Linked DNA regions of Ovis aries: region 2 is linked to region 1. The links are chromatin contacts, called in public Hi-C maps. All regions are on one chromosome and are shown on one strand. Each heading gives the region's core, a stretch centred on a gene start, on an enhancer-like site or on the middle of the called end of the contact. The rest is flanking DNA. Distances are from core to core; before and after follow the strand shown. Region 1 overlaps RASGEF1B (RasGEF domain family member 1B). Region 2 overlaps RASGEF1B (RasGEF domain family member 1B).

Region 1 (7,048 bases), core at 530-3,029:
GACTTTGGAGGAGAATTCGGATGACCCCAGAGAGAATATCTGCTTGAACAAGAGATGAGGAAATGTATCCTCCCTTCCTTGGGAGAAGAATCTGGCATCTCTGAAGCAGGGACTTAGAATCTTGATTCTGATGCCACAGATAATAAATGGAAAAGCCAACATTTTGTGTGGTTGTAAGGAGACGAATTATAATATTGAAAATACTTAAGATTGATGAGGTTTTTGTCTTTGGTGGTTGAATTCAGATGTTACCTCCCCTTCAGTTGTACTTTGGGGTTTGCAGTTAAATTTATAAAAATTAGATTTGTGCAACCCTCTCATCCTAGAATGACAGATGTAGCCAAGTGCTATAGGCAGATTTCTGCCTTGGAAATAGAGAGGAGGGGTCTAATCAGTATGGAGCCCTAACAAGTCACTCCTTCTCTCCCTATGCCTGCAACATCTGTGAAATTGATGAGTTGTCACACTAGATGATTTATGAGTCTCTTTTAGCTCTGTGTTAGCTGACTTATTTTGCTATACTATCACTTCATTCATTTGTACCATTTATTGGCTGTGGAAGAATGAAGGCTGAAGTAATGATCTGTGGTTAGATGTTCAGCTACTTTCTGGGTACACAAAAATGAAGACAGGAGAGTGAAATTTCTTATTGATGAAAATTATGTAAAGATTTACTGTTTGCCTGAACTGCCTTTTGTTTTTCTCCTACAAGTGTTTTTAAAAATGCTAGTTTTCAAGAAGGCTGAATGAGGAAAATTTTTTGACCTTTTAATTTAGTGTTACTATTAAAACCGATCATCTTAAAATCAATCTTTTGACAAGTCTGTATATTACTTTATATGGTCTGTATATTACTTTGTTTCGAGGTATGTCTATGTCTAGAAGTCATTCAGTTGATTCATATTTTATTAGGAAACTCTGGTATGAAAATTACTGTAACACAGAGAAAGCACAAGTTAGTCTTGTAAGAAAGGAAAGCACTTTATAGACCACTAATATCCTTCTGTTTATCTAAAAGGGAAGAATGGAGGAGGGGTGGCAGATAAGGGTAATTTTTCAAGAACTTGCAGTCAAAAAAATAGTATTATCCCAGTAACCATGTTGATAGAAAATTATACTTGTTTACTAAATGTCCTAAGTATCAGGTTATTTTCCTACTGAGGTAAATTGGGTGTAGAAACATAAACCCTTTTAGTTAAGGTTGCTTCCCCATTTGATATTCTGTAATTTGACTTGAAATCTATCATGTGTAAATGATGATTCCACTACTTATCTCTGTGCTGTGCAATATGGTAGCCAGTGCTGTTCAGTAACTAGCCACATGGGGATATATGAACTTAAGTTTAACTAAATTAAACAAAACAAAAAAAATTGCACGAGTCATGTTTTAAGTGCTCAATAGCTATGTGTGTAAGTGGCTGATGTATTGGCCAGAAAAAGAAAGTTTCAAATATCTCAGCAAGCTCTTTTTGACAGCCCTTAATTAGATGATGATGATTTTGATTATCCAGAAGATCATTTTTATTCCTCTGGGAAAATGACAATTAATTCTCATCATAAACAGCACCCAAGACGTAAGGAAATAAGACCGACTGGCTTTGTATGTTTGCAACTGTATTTCATGAGCAATGCCACCTTCCAAAGTTCAGTAATTTGCCACAATCACACATGCCAATTTCTCAAAAAATTTCCCCCAGAACTCCCAATTGTCCTTTTACTTTTCTAAACCAGCACCTACTGTTTCTGCTAGAATGCACCAGCCCTTTCAACGACAAGGAACGTGGAGCCATCTACTGTTAAGGCCAGGAACTGCATGGAAGTTGTAGATGAAAAACTGTAGGAAGAATATGCATGGGGATCATTTCCTACAAAAAAAAAAAAAATAGTAAAGATTTATCTCAAAGAAAGGTTTTAAATGATCCTCCAGGCCTATTTATAGTTTCCATGTACTGAATTGTTATTTTGTGTCTTGATAAACTGCTGACAAGATATTCCCAAGTCAAAAGATGACAAACTTTAGCTTTGTTTTTCTTCCAGGGAAACCAAAGATAGTAATTATTTGAGTCAGAATTCTTTTCCTTCGTTGATTAGGAATTAGTTTTTTTTTTTTTTTAAAGTAGCATCTAGGGGAAATGAAGCAAAATGCAAATTCATTTTTTTATATGGAAACCTGTAACAAATCAGGAAATATCCCTATTTCATGCTTATAGAGAGAAATAGGACCTTCTTTCCTCAGAAATACTGATTATTTCCCCTTGACTGTGAGATCTCCTAAGCATCTGGGGCTCAGTTCCAAAGAATGTACTTATCTGGGAGTTACTTACTTTTTGTTCTCACGCCAAAGAGGTGAGTCCATTCTTACTTGTCTGCTCTGCATTGTTTGTAATCTCAACACAATACCTCTTTTTTCAAGGAGGTTAACAAAGGTGTAGCTTTACTAGCATCTAGAGATGCTGCTAGGGAGAAATGAGAAGATCATCTTTGAGATGTTTTCAAGCTCAAAATAAGCATGTTTTAGATTGTGTTGGAAACTTGATTTTACTTTCTTCCAACTCAGATCCATAATTAGAGAAACACTCTCTGAGCCTACTGTTGACTGTTGTCTTCTGAGATTCCACAGTGCCTGAAGGAGGACAAAAGTACTTGAGATCCCAGCTGGAGTCAAGCTGAAATATGTGAACTCTTTTTTCATTCCCATCTCTGGAACCTCAAGTGAGAAAGGGAAGTGGTGGCCTCTCACCAAAGGGCAAAGTTCCTCTGGAATCTAGATGGGAATTTGGGAACCAGTCATTCCCGGATCTTAAATTAAGCCTCTCCTTACTAAGCAAATATGGTTTCGAAGTTCAACTGTGATAGAGTGGCTATCCTCTACCTCACTGGGACACATGCCCAGCATTTTTGAACAGAAGCAAAAAGATAGTAATCAATATAAAGGCATTGGGTTTATTAAATATCTCACCAAGGCGCTCTATGATGAAATAGGGAGAAATACACCTCTTTTTTTTCTTACACTCCTACCCTTTGCAATCTCATTCTCCTGGGTGTAAATGAAATGCTGACTTGACATCTTGGTAGAGATTTACAAAACACCTAAAGCAGATGTTGAAGGATGGCCTTTGATTTAGTTCCCACACCCATCTTTTCCTGGCCCTCTTTTCCAATTTGCATTGTCACCTGAAACCACCTTAGCCTCATGCACCTGCCTCCCCATAAATAACCTTGTGCAAAAGCAGTCGCTGATTCAAGCACAGTCTGCTTTTCATCTGGTGCCTTAGTTGGTTTGAAACCATTAGGCATGCCTTTCAAATCCATTCATCCCTTAAATCACCCAGAGCCTGCTTCCTTGCTGCTGGATCAATGTCACGCTGAACTCTGGCAGGGTCCTTGAAAGAACATGATATATCTTTGTGACTGAATTAGCTGCTCCTGTGAGATATCTTGTCTGTCAACCAACTTTCCAGGTTCCCAAATTCATTTTAAGAAAGAGCATTCATCTTGTATACCTGGATTGGGTATCGCTTACTTCCCCTTCGGAAGTTTCCCAGAAGAACCTGTAATCTGTATGCTAATTCTGGCGACTCAAAGCTTTCTTTTATCCTGGGTCATTGTTTTAAAAACCAAATTCATTTCCCATTGTCTCATTGCCTTCTCTCCATTCCAAAGTCCTCAGTTTGTGGAGGGTGTGGGAGGCGGGGAGGCCTATTTAATTATCTCTGCCCCCCCAAAAAAGAAGTGTCTTTTTCATTCTCTTTAACTCCATTGGATCAGTACTACCAGGAAAAAAAAAAAATATTGCTTTCTAAGGAGCCAGTTTTGAATGTGTTACACCAAGGTTCTCTTCAGAACCACCATATTCTCCTTCTTTGAGGAAGTGGGTAATAAATACGATCCAAGTTCTGTACAGGCCAGCACACATACTTCCTAATCTGAGATCTGAACTCTCTAAAAGTATATACACATTTGTTGGTTGATTTCTTGCAGAGAAGTTTGTGATCTCCCTAAAGAGCTAGAGCCACTGGCCAAATAGAATATATTCTGAGTTTCCAGCAACTGGGTTACAAATGAAACTTTGCAAGGTGAGAACTGTTTGTGAGGTTAACCTGTCTCTTAAGCCTTATCTTCCTGGTAGTAATTTGAATAGAGTCAACAGCTTTTTCAAGCATCTCACATAAATCTCACTTTTTCCAAAGGAGTTAACTGCTTTGAAGTTTGACTTAACCAGCAAATTAAGGACTCTGCTTAATCGCCTGGGGGAGGAAATGGCAATCCGGTCCAGTATTCTTGTGTGGAGAATCCCATGGACAGAGGAGCCTGCGGGCAGCAGTCCATAGGATCTCAAAGAGTTGGACAAGACCGAGCACAGCACAGCACTTAATGCTGTCACTTATTTCAGTTTTGGAAAAAAGTGACTTTCTCCTAAACCAGAATTTTTGCTAGCTGGTCCCCACAGCAGGTACACTGGGTTGGGCAAAATTTGTACTAAAGAAGGATGGAGAACTTGGTGGAGGATGTGCTAAAGGAGGATGGAGAAGGTAGTGTTGAGATTATGCTGGAAAGGATAGAGAAGGTAAGTAAATTGAGAGTTTACAAAACCCCACAGACAGAACATAGTAATTGTGAGAACTGTAAAGAGAAGGTTTGCTGCAGATAAGAAGCCAGAGCTTCACTGAGATTAAAGAAAATAAATGGAAGCTGTGGGTAGGAACTACCTTAAACTCAGTCTTCCGTCCACTGGGGTAATGTTAGCAAAGGATTCCTGGAATTAATAGCTCCCGGGGCTAAATGCTTCTTTGGATTCTCATGTCCAGTACTTGGACATTCTGTGAATTTGTTTTCTTAAACAAAAACCAAGCCAATATTTAATCTTCTGAGCCTCCCTATTTAATTCTAGAAATGTAGCAGGTTGAACTAAAGTCTTGGACATCAAGTTTGAGCAATGCTAAATAAACAGTTCCTGATGTGGATAATAAGAGGAAAGATACTTGAGAGAAAAAAATTCCACTATGTTTATCTTTGGAAGTATTTAAAAATCCACTTCACAAACAGTACTTTCTGTGCCATTCTGCTGACCTTTCCTCTTGTTTAACAAATACATCTATTACGCAAGGCAGTTGATCTTTCCAAAAAACAGACTGGCCACTTGCTAGAGATTGTCCAGAAATTAGTTATGCCTACTGTGATCTATGAGCTTTCTTTGTGTCATTTTATCTCATCAGATTTTTTTCTGGAAATCTATAAAGTACACACAAGCAAATATCACTGTATTTCATTGAATCTAAGATTTCATCCATTATAAGATGCTCTTTTTTTTTTTTTAGTTTTTTATTTTTTAAATTTTAAAATCTTTAATTCTTACATGCATTATATATTGCTAAAAAAAAAGACTGATGGTTAAATGTATTTTCTTGTCACTCAACTATCTAATGAATCCCAATTTCAAAGAAACTAAAATATAAAGAAGTGTATATGAGAATCTCTGAAATCTTTGACTAGAGGGGATTATTCTTTGATGGCAAAGGTCAGTATCTTAAATACTTCTGTTGACAGTGTTGCTTTTTAATAAGAGTAATTAATGGCCTATCATGCATCTTTGGAGCAAGGATTTATGTAGAACTTGTAAAGCATATAAATTATTCTAATAGACTACAATTTGGGACAGACTGACAGGCTTTTCATTTAATGGGTAAACATTAGAAGTTCAAAGAAGACCATTTGCAGTATAGCATGATGTAGAGTTGTAAATTTTGAACCTGGAATGTGAAGACCTGGGTTTGAAACGCAGTATGCAAGTTGAATTATCAAGATGGTTTGTGGTCAAATCAATCAGCTGATCAACAACAGAACTTTGGGCTAATTAGAAGGCAGAAAGCAACCAGTGACATGGTCTTTTCTTAAATTAGATTTTTAGTAAACTGTAACCCCAATTAACTTATCTCAGTTTACCATCCTTTGCTCTTTGCAGTATTTTCTTTTGGTACCTTGTCAGAGAGTTTTCGGAGAAGGCAATGGCACCCCACTCCAGCGACTTCACTTTTACTATTCACTTTCATGCATTGGAGAAGGAAATGGCAACCCACTCCAGTGTTCTTGCTTGGAGAACCCCAGGGACGGGGGAGCCTGGTGGGCTGCCGTCTATGGGGTCGCACAGAGTCTGACACGACTGAAGCGACTCAGCAGCAGCAGCAGCAGAGAGGTTTTGGTGTGTTGATACTTTGTACACAGTTCCCAGGAACAATACAAATGCCCCTTGTCATTGCTCTAAAAAATGCTCTAACTTTGCCATAAAGGAAATTGGTAGTTTGTTATTATTTAGAATTTTGGAAGGAGAGAGCAAAACTGGAAATAATTTTCCAGGTGAAGAATACACCTCAGTTCAGTTCAGTTCAGTCGTTCAGTTGTGTCTGACTCTTTGCAACCCCATGAATTGCAGCACGCCAGGCCTCCCTGTCCATCACCATCTCCCGGAGTTCACTTAGACTCACGTCCATCGAGTCCGTGATAACCATCCAGCCATCTCATCCTCGGTCGTCCCCTTTTCCTCCTGCCCCCAATCCCTCCCAGCATCAGAGTCTTTTCCAATGAGTCAACTCTTTGCATGAGGTGGCCAAAGTACTAGAGCGTCAGCTTTAGCATCATTCCTTCCCATGAAATCCCAGGGTTGATCTCCTTCAGAATGGACTGGTTGGATCTCCTTGCAGTCCAAGGGACTCTCAAGAGAATATACCTAGGGGTGAGTAAGTGACTCTCCAAAGTTTTCAAGGCTCTTAAGCCCCAGAAGAGGGCTTCATACACTCTGTGTCTTTGTCCATATCTGGATCCTTGCCCACTTAATGGGAGTAAATAATTAAGAAGTACTTTTGGTGCTGATTGTTTGAAAGGGAATTCTAAGTAATTTGTGACCATTTTGTGGGTTAGTGATTCCTGTCGACCAACCGAAGGCTGCAGGGGTGTGTGTGTGCAACACGCAAGGAAGTTGCGTTGGGCTCACTTGATGCTGTAGCTATGTGACTGTGTCGTCCTAATCTGGTCACTTCACCTCACTGCACAG
Region 2 (7,021 bases), core at 4,338-6,837, 390 kb before region 1:
TGAATAAATGGACCCAGGGCATTTGGAAAGACATGAAAAAAAAAAAAAAGTGAAGCATGGGCTTTCCCCAAGCCCTGGGGGATACTTTAATCATCTCTTATTAGCCTTTCACATGGAGAGATTGTGCAGGTGGATCTCAAAATAAACTGAAGAAATGAAGATGCAGCAGTTTGGAACTAGGATAAGGACTGCATCTGTCAGAACTGTAATTATGAAGGGTGCTTATGGCAAGCTAGATCTTTTATTTTTATTTCTAGTGTGCAGTAAAAATTGTGTAGCCATTGATTTCCTGTCAAACCATCCCTTAGAGTGCTTGAGATAATGCCACATCACCATTCATTGATTAATGACAGCGCCGGGCTTTTAAACAGGAACCCATCCCATTGAGCCCTGCAACCTCCATTCTTGTTGTGTGTCCATTTAAATGATTTGTAACAGCCAGTAATTATGAGAATGTCTTTCTTTCTTGACCTTCCCCCTCCTCTCCTCCCCACCCACTAAATTTACAAGTTAGTATTTCATCAGCTTTGCGTTACAAATTAACATATTGTTTTTTCAGAAGACAGATCTATGTAGGTACATATTAGTACATAGAATTACTATGGAAAAAAAAAAAAAGAGGAAGGCACTGTGAAAGCCTCATGATGAAAGATTCCACTCTACCAGTAAGAATCTCTCCAAGGGCTGAGCACTTCCATTTCACTGCCCAAGACTGGCCATGTTTCTTTACTGTCTTACCGGAGAATTTTGAACGAGGGAATCTTTTTTTAAAAAATTTAACTTTATGTATTTTTATTTTGGCCTGTGATGGGTCTTCTTTGCTGCTCACACTTTTCTCTAGCTGTGGCGAGTAGGAGCTACTCTCTAGTTGCAATGTGCCGGCTTCTTACTGCGGTGGCTTGTCTTGTTGCAGAGTGCAGGCTCTAGGGCCGTGAGCTTCGGTAGCTGAGAACGCGGGCTCAGTAGTTGCAGTTCCTGGGCTTTCACGCACAGGCTCAGTAGTTATGGCTCTAGGGCTTAGTTGCTCCGAGGCCTGTGGGATCTTCCCGGATCAGGGATCGAACCCATGTCTTCTGCTTTGGCAGACAGATTCTCTACCACAGAGCCACCCGGGAATCCCTGAAGGGGGGAATCTTATTATCAATACGGATGGTGCTTTATCATTTTTTAAAATTTCTTTCCCCACATAACTTTTTTTTTAGTTGATGAGTTGTATTTTCATTTTTATTCAGTTCAAGAAATTTTCTTTCCTTTTTTTTTTTTTTCGCTCACACGGCAGACAGGATCTTAGTTCCTTGAACAAGTATTGAACCCGTGCCCCTTGCGTTGGCAGCACGGACTTTTAACCACTGGACCACCAGGGCCTAACAGTACTTTTTAACCACCCACCCTATGCCCTCCAAAATAACTAAATATGGTATCATGTTTTTCATTGTTTTCTCTGGCGGACATGTAGTTTTTACAAGTTAATTTTTTTTCCTGATTGTATTCTCTCTCTAGCTGCTTGAAATATCATGCTTTTCTAGAGGATGAGCTATAGGAGCCTCTGGAATATTTTCTCAATAATTCAGACCTGCAAGCATAACCATGTGTGTTGAAAATGATCATTCGTATCACTTTTCTCTTCTCTCAAGGACTGCACAGTATTCACAGTATGAGTCATGATCCACCTAGTTCAGCCAGGGACATGAAAATTTGCTAGCATACGATAGACCAGAGATCATTAGAGGGAGGAGGGGCCAATCCCCCTCCCTGTCTCCAGCCACTTGCTAGAGCCCAGTCTTCAAGTAACCTTGTAGCTTTCCTCTGCTTCCTCATGCACCGTTGTGAACTTCAGTGGCACAGGTGTGTATGCGTGTGTTAGTCACTCAGCTGTGTCTGACTCTTTGTGACCCCACGGACTTTAGCCTGCCAGGCTCCCCTGTCCATCGGATTTCCCAGGCAAGAATTCTGGAGGGTGTTGTCAGTTCCTTCTCCAGGGGATCTTGCCAACCCAGGGATCGAACCTGGGTCTCCCACATTACAGGCAGATTCGTTACTATCTTAGCAACCAGAGAATCCCAGTGGCACAGATACACCCCTGTAAATAGGCATTTGTGAAGCCTGTAGAGTAAGAATGGCTGGAGACAAAGCTGGAGAAGAAGTCCAGAATGCTCTGAAATAATAATAATAGCTACTATTTTTGGAGCACACATCCTCTTAAATTCTTACAAAGTACTCTCAGGTAAGCTGTCTTATTTCCATTTTCAGTTCAGTTCAGTCACTCAGTCATGTCCGACTGTTTGAGACCCCATGGGTTGCAATACTCTGCGCTTCCCTGTCCATTACCAGTTCCTGAAGTTTGCTCAAGCTCATGTCCATCAGTGATGCCATCCAACCATCTCATCCTCTGTTGTCCTCTTCTCCTCCTGCCTTCAGTCTTTCCCAGCATCAAGATCTTTTCCATTGAGTCAGTTCTTTACATCAGGTAGTCAAAGTATTGGAGCTTTAGCTTCAGCATCAGTCCTTCCAGTGAATATTCAGGACTGATTTCCTTTAGGATGCACTGGTTGGATCTCCTTGCAGTCCAAGGGACTCTCAGGAGTCTTTTCCAACACCACAGTTCAAAAGCATCAATTCTTTGGTGCTCAGCTTTCTTTATAGTCCAACTCTCACATCCATACATGACTATTGGAAAAAACCATAGCTTTGACTAGATGGACCTTTGTTGGCAAAGTAATGTCTCTGCTTTTTAATATGCTGTCTAGGTTGGTCATAGCTTTTCTTCCAGGAGGAAGTATTTTTTAATTTCATGGCTTCAGTTACCATCTACAGTGATTCTGGAGTCCAAGAAAATAAAGTCTGTCACTGTTTTCCATTGTTTCCTAATCTATTTGCCATGAAGTGATGGGACTGGATGCCATGATCTTAGTTTTTTGAATGTTGAGTTTTAAGCCAGATTTTTTTTACTGTCATATTTCACCTTCATTCAGAGGCTCTTTAGTTCCTCTTTGCTTTCTGCCATAAGGGTGATGTTATCTGCGTATCTGAGATTATTGATATTTCTCCCAGCAATCTTGAATCCAGCTTGTGCTTCATCCATTTCACACACACACACACACACACACACACACACACGCACACGCACACGCACATGCACACGCACGCACACACACACGCACAGTGATATGCCAGGGTGGATGGGGATGGAGAGGAAGACAACAAGGAGTATGAAACTCCAGATATTGGTGGCAGCCAGGAGTTGGCAAAAGATGTGAATTCTCTCCTGTTCACTTCAAACATGAGTACGAGGAGTCAGGAGCTGAGAGTAAGTTTAGTGACCACGCTTGTCTCTACATCAAGGAAATACAGTCTTAGGGACAAAGGAGAATGAGAATAATTAATTTGGAGTGAAATCCTTGTTTATGACCGCAACTCGTGTGTGCTAGCCATGTGGAGGGTCTGCTCTGGCCTCCTCAAGGAATCACTCTGTCCCAGGGAAGTCTGCAGCCCTGTTTTGTTGTGTGGGAAAAGTGAAACTTCCTCCTGTGAGCTTTTTTCTTTCTTCTGCGGTGCTCTCTTTGGCTTTACCTTGTGCCAGACCTGAAAATCTGGAGCTGTCAGCTCTAGTTCAGCCCCCGCGGAGCCCAGTGGCAGGGTTCCAATTCCTTGCGGTGGTGAATGTGACGAAGTGCTGTGTGTGGGGTAATGTTTATGGCTTTGTCAGCTGTTGGCACTGTAGCAACGGACTCAAGAATGGCCAAAGGAGCTTTAGTGATGAAGAGTGTTTATTTAGAATGATAATCTAGGGAACTGAGCTCTGGCCTCTCATCAGCAGGCCTGTCCTGGTTGAGAACATTCCCTAAAAGAAATTCTTGGTTCAGCAGTTAGCCCCAGGTCAAGTGTGACCATAGAAGATGATGTATATTGCAGTGGAGATGCTGTTTATCCCAGAAAGTCCTTTATTTGCCCACGCCCTTGTGTGTGATAGGCATCTTCTTTTCCTCCTGCATGATCCATCTGAAGATGTGGGTGATTGAAGGGACTTAGGTCTTTTTTCCTTTCTGCCCTGGCTCCATGACTCACGGTCAACTTGATCATCACCCTGACCTTATTGTTAATATTTCTGAAGAGTGAGACAGAGCTAAATCTATCCAAGTATCAGTAGGGTTAACTGTATACAAAGTGTTTTAAAATATATGATTTTTCATCTCATCCTTGTGAACTTCCACGTGGAGAAGAAAAATTTATTATAGTCTTTGAAGATGGAAGTCAATGATTTAATTAAGTTGCAAGAATAATAAGTGGAATCAGGACTAGAGATAGGTATTTCTGATTCCTAGATCTGTACCTTGGAGTAGACAAGTTATAGCTTGCTGGCCAAATATGGCCACTGTCTCTTTTTGTACAGCCTGCAAGCCTAGAGAAGTTTTCACATTTTTAAATAGTTGGGGGAAAAATAACAAAAGAATATTTCATGACACATAACACAGGTAATTCAAATTTCAGTGTTTAAAAAATAAACTTATATTTGAACACAGACACATTTATATATTTAGGCACTGTCTGATTACGGTTAGGTTACCATGACAGACTTCAGTTGTTGTGACAGAGACGTTATAGCCCATGCCACCTAAAATATTTTGTAAAAGAAAAGTTTGTCAACCACAGTAATAGACGATCAATAAGTAGAAACCTATGGAACAGTCTCTCTGCACTAGTCTGTTAAAGCTACATAAAAAGTCCCACGAACTAGGTGGCTTCAAACAACAGACATTCATTGTCTCCCAGTTCTGGGGGATAGAAGTGCAAAACTGAGGGATTAGCAGAACTGTGCTTCCTCTGAGACTTTGAGTAGAATCCTTTCTTGCCTCTTCCCAGCTCCTGGTGGTGGCTCACGGTCCTTGGGGTTCCTTTGCTTGCATCTGTATCCATTTAGTCAGTTTCTGCCTCCATCGCCATGTGGATGTCCTCCCCTCATCATCCTCTGTGACTGTCTGTGTCCAGATTTCCGGTTTCTAAAAGGACACCAGATATATTGGATTGCTGTTGTTTAGTCACTGAGTTGAGTCTGACTGTTAGGACCCCATGGACTGTAGCCTGCCAGCTTCCTCTGTCCATGGGATTTCCCAGGCAGAACACTGGAGTAGATTGCCATTTCCTTCTCAGGGGATCTTCCTGACCCAGGGATTGAACCCGCATCTCCTGCATTGGCAGGCAGAGTCTTTACCACTGAGCCACCTGGGAAGCTGCTGTATTGGATTAGGACTCCCTCTAATGACTTCATCTTACCTGGATCATCTGCAAAGACCCTAATTCCAAACAGGGTCATTTCCAGGTACCAGGGTCATCAACGTCTCTTTTTGGGGGACACAATACAACTCATAGCACTTTTTCCAATGTAGGGTATCATTCACACATTATCATCGCTCTTCCCTGCTTCCTCCCTTTGTACCTCCTTTCCCGCTTCTTTCCCCACCCTCTTACATCCCTGATTCACTAGACATTCAACAAACATTTATGCAATCATTAGTGTACTCACCGCTATGCCCGTCACGGTGCTAAAGTACAGTGTACAGAAATGACTGCGTTCTGGCTTCTGGTCTCAGTGAGCTTGCAGTGCATGACCAGCTGTCTGTGATAAGCCCTATCAGAGGGATTTGTGTAAGCTACAGTAGAGATTTGAAAGGATCTTTAGCTTTAAATTCTCAAATATTGAGCAGTAATCTTTCAAAATAATCGACGTGGTCTTCTTTAATGTACCATGGCTATTGACTCAAAAATAACAGGTGCTGATATTCTTAGAATTGTAGAGTTTCCTTACTGTTCTTTTAAAAGTCAGAAACCTTCAGCCCCTTGTCTGCCTTTATTCCTTCAGTCTCTCTTTCCTTCAGCACTGACCATGTCAGGATGGATTCTCTGTTCTGGGAAAAAACAGTGGAGTGACTCTGCGGAGGGGGTCTGGCCTGGTTATGTTAAGTCGATGGCTTTTGGGGAAACTTAGTCGTGGCTTTGTGGGATGAGGCTTTGTCGCTCTGCTCTCTCCTCCTGGCACTAATGGGTTACATTCAAATGTAGTCATGAAGTGCATAAAATACGTTCTGACAGCGTTTTCTCCCCTGGCCCCAGAACTCAGCATCTCGCTGGGCTTGTAGGATCCTCCTGGGTCATGGGTGTAAGGGCACAGCAAGGGAGGAGGTTCATCCTTTCTGTGGGGGATTCTGGTGGGACTATTTGTGGACCGCATCCTCGGGTCCGATCGTTATTATCTCTGTGCACTTTGTCAACCATGGAGTTCCTTCTGCTTCCTGCAGATTCAGAGCTTCCTCACTTCAGTTCAGTTGCTCAGTTGTGTCCGACTCTTTGCGACCCCATGAACTGCAGCACACCAGGCCTCCCTGTCCATCACCAACTCCCGGAGTCCACCCAAACCCATGTTCATTGAGTCGGTGATGCCATCCAATCATCTCATCCTCTGTCGTCCCCTTCTCCTCCTGCCCCCAATCTTTCCCAGCATCAGGATCTTTCCAGATGAGTCAGCTCTTCACATCAGGTGGCCAAAGTATTAGAGTTTCAGCTTTAACATCAGGACTGATCTCCTTTAGAATGGACTGGTTGGGTCTCCTTGCAGTCCAAGGGACTCTCGAGAGTCTTCTCCAACACCATAGTTCAAAAGCATCAATTCTTCGGCACTCAGCTTTCTCTATAGTCCAACTCTCATATCCATACATGTGATTCAGAGCTTCCTACTGGTTCTCAAATCCAAAGATGCTAACCTGGTGGAAACATCAAAGATCCACTCCCTGTAGGAAGAGGATGAGGGAACTGATGCTAAAAAGTAATGCCTCTTCTCCCAGTGGTGTCCTTTTCCTGGAGTTCACAGTTGCTGCTGACCTTTGTATTCAGACTTTGTGTATGTGTGTGTATACACACACACACACACACACACACACACACACACACACACACATATATATATATGTCTCCATTCTAGTTAGCCTTTTAAAGGAGCTTCTTTGATGTTTTTTAAAATTAAATTCAC

What was found. Hi-C and Micro-C count contacts between places; a contact is called where the count stands out from the background.
Region 2: a Hi-C map of liver shows a contact between it and region 1, with 4 times the contacts expected there. The contact joins two enhancer-like sites. A contact is called at or near these places in 4 of 16 Hi-C or Micro-C datasets (liver, mixed tissues and tail adipose tissue).

What each region holds. Positions count from the first base shown.
Region 1 is chr6:96,949,717-96,956,764 of ARS-UI_Ramb_v3.0, reverse strand. The region is part of intron 4 of RASGEF1B (RasGEF domain family member 1B); the gene reads left to right. Among named protein-coding and RNA genes, the nearest start is that of TRNAW-CCA, 160 kb to the left of the region's middle. Within about 2 kb of position 1,779, at least 6 of the 54 cell types and tissues checked have an H3K27ac peak or open chromatin away from gene starts, as enhancers often do. A contact at or near this core is called in liver, where this site is marked.
Region 2 is chr6:97,344,242-97,351,262 of ARS-UI_Ramb_v3.0, reverse strand. The region is part of intron 2 of RASGEF1B (RasGEF domain family member 1B); the gene reads left to right. Among named protein-coding and RNA genes, the nearest start is that of TRNAW-CCA, 230 kb to the right of the region's middle. Within about 2 kb of position 5,587, at least 2 of the 54 cell types and tissues checked have an H3K27ac peak or open chromatin away from gene starts, as enhancers often do. A contact at or near this core is called in liver, where this site is marked.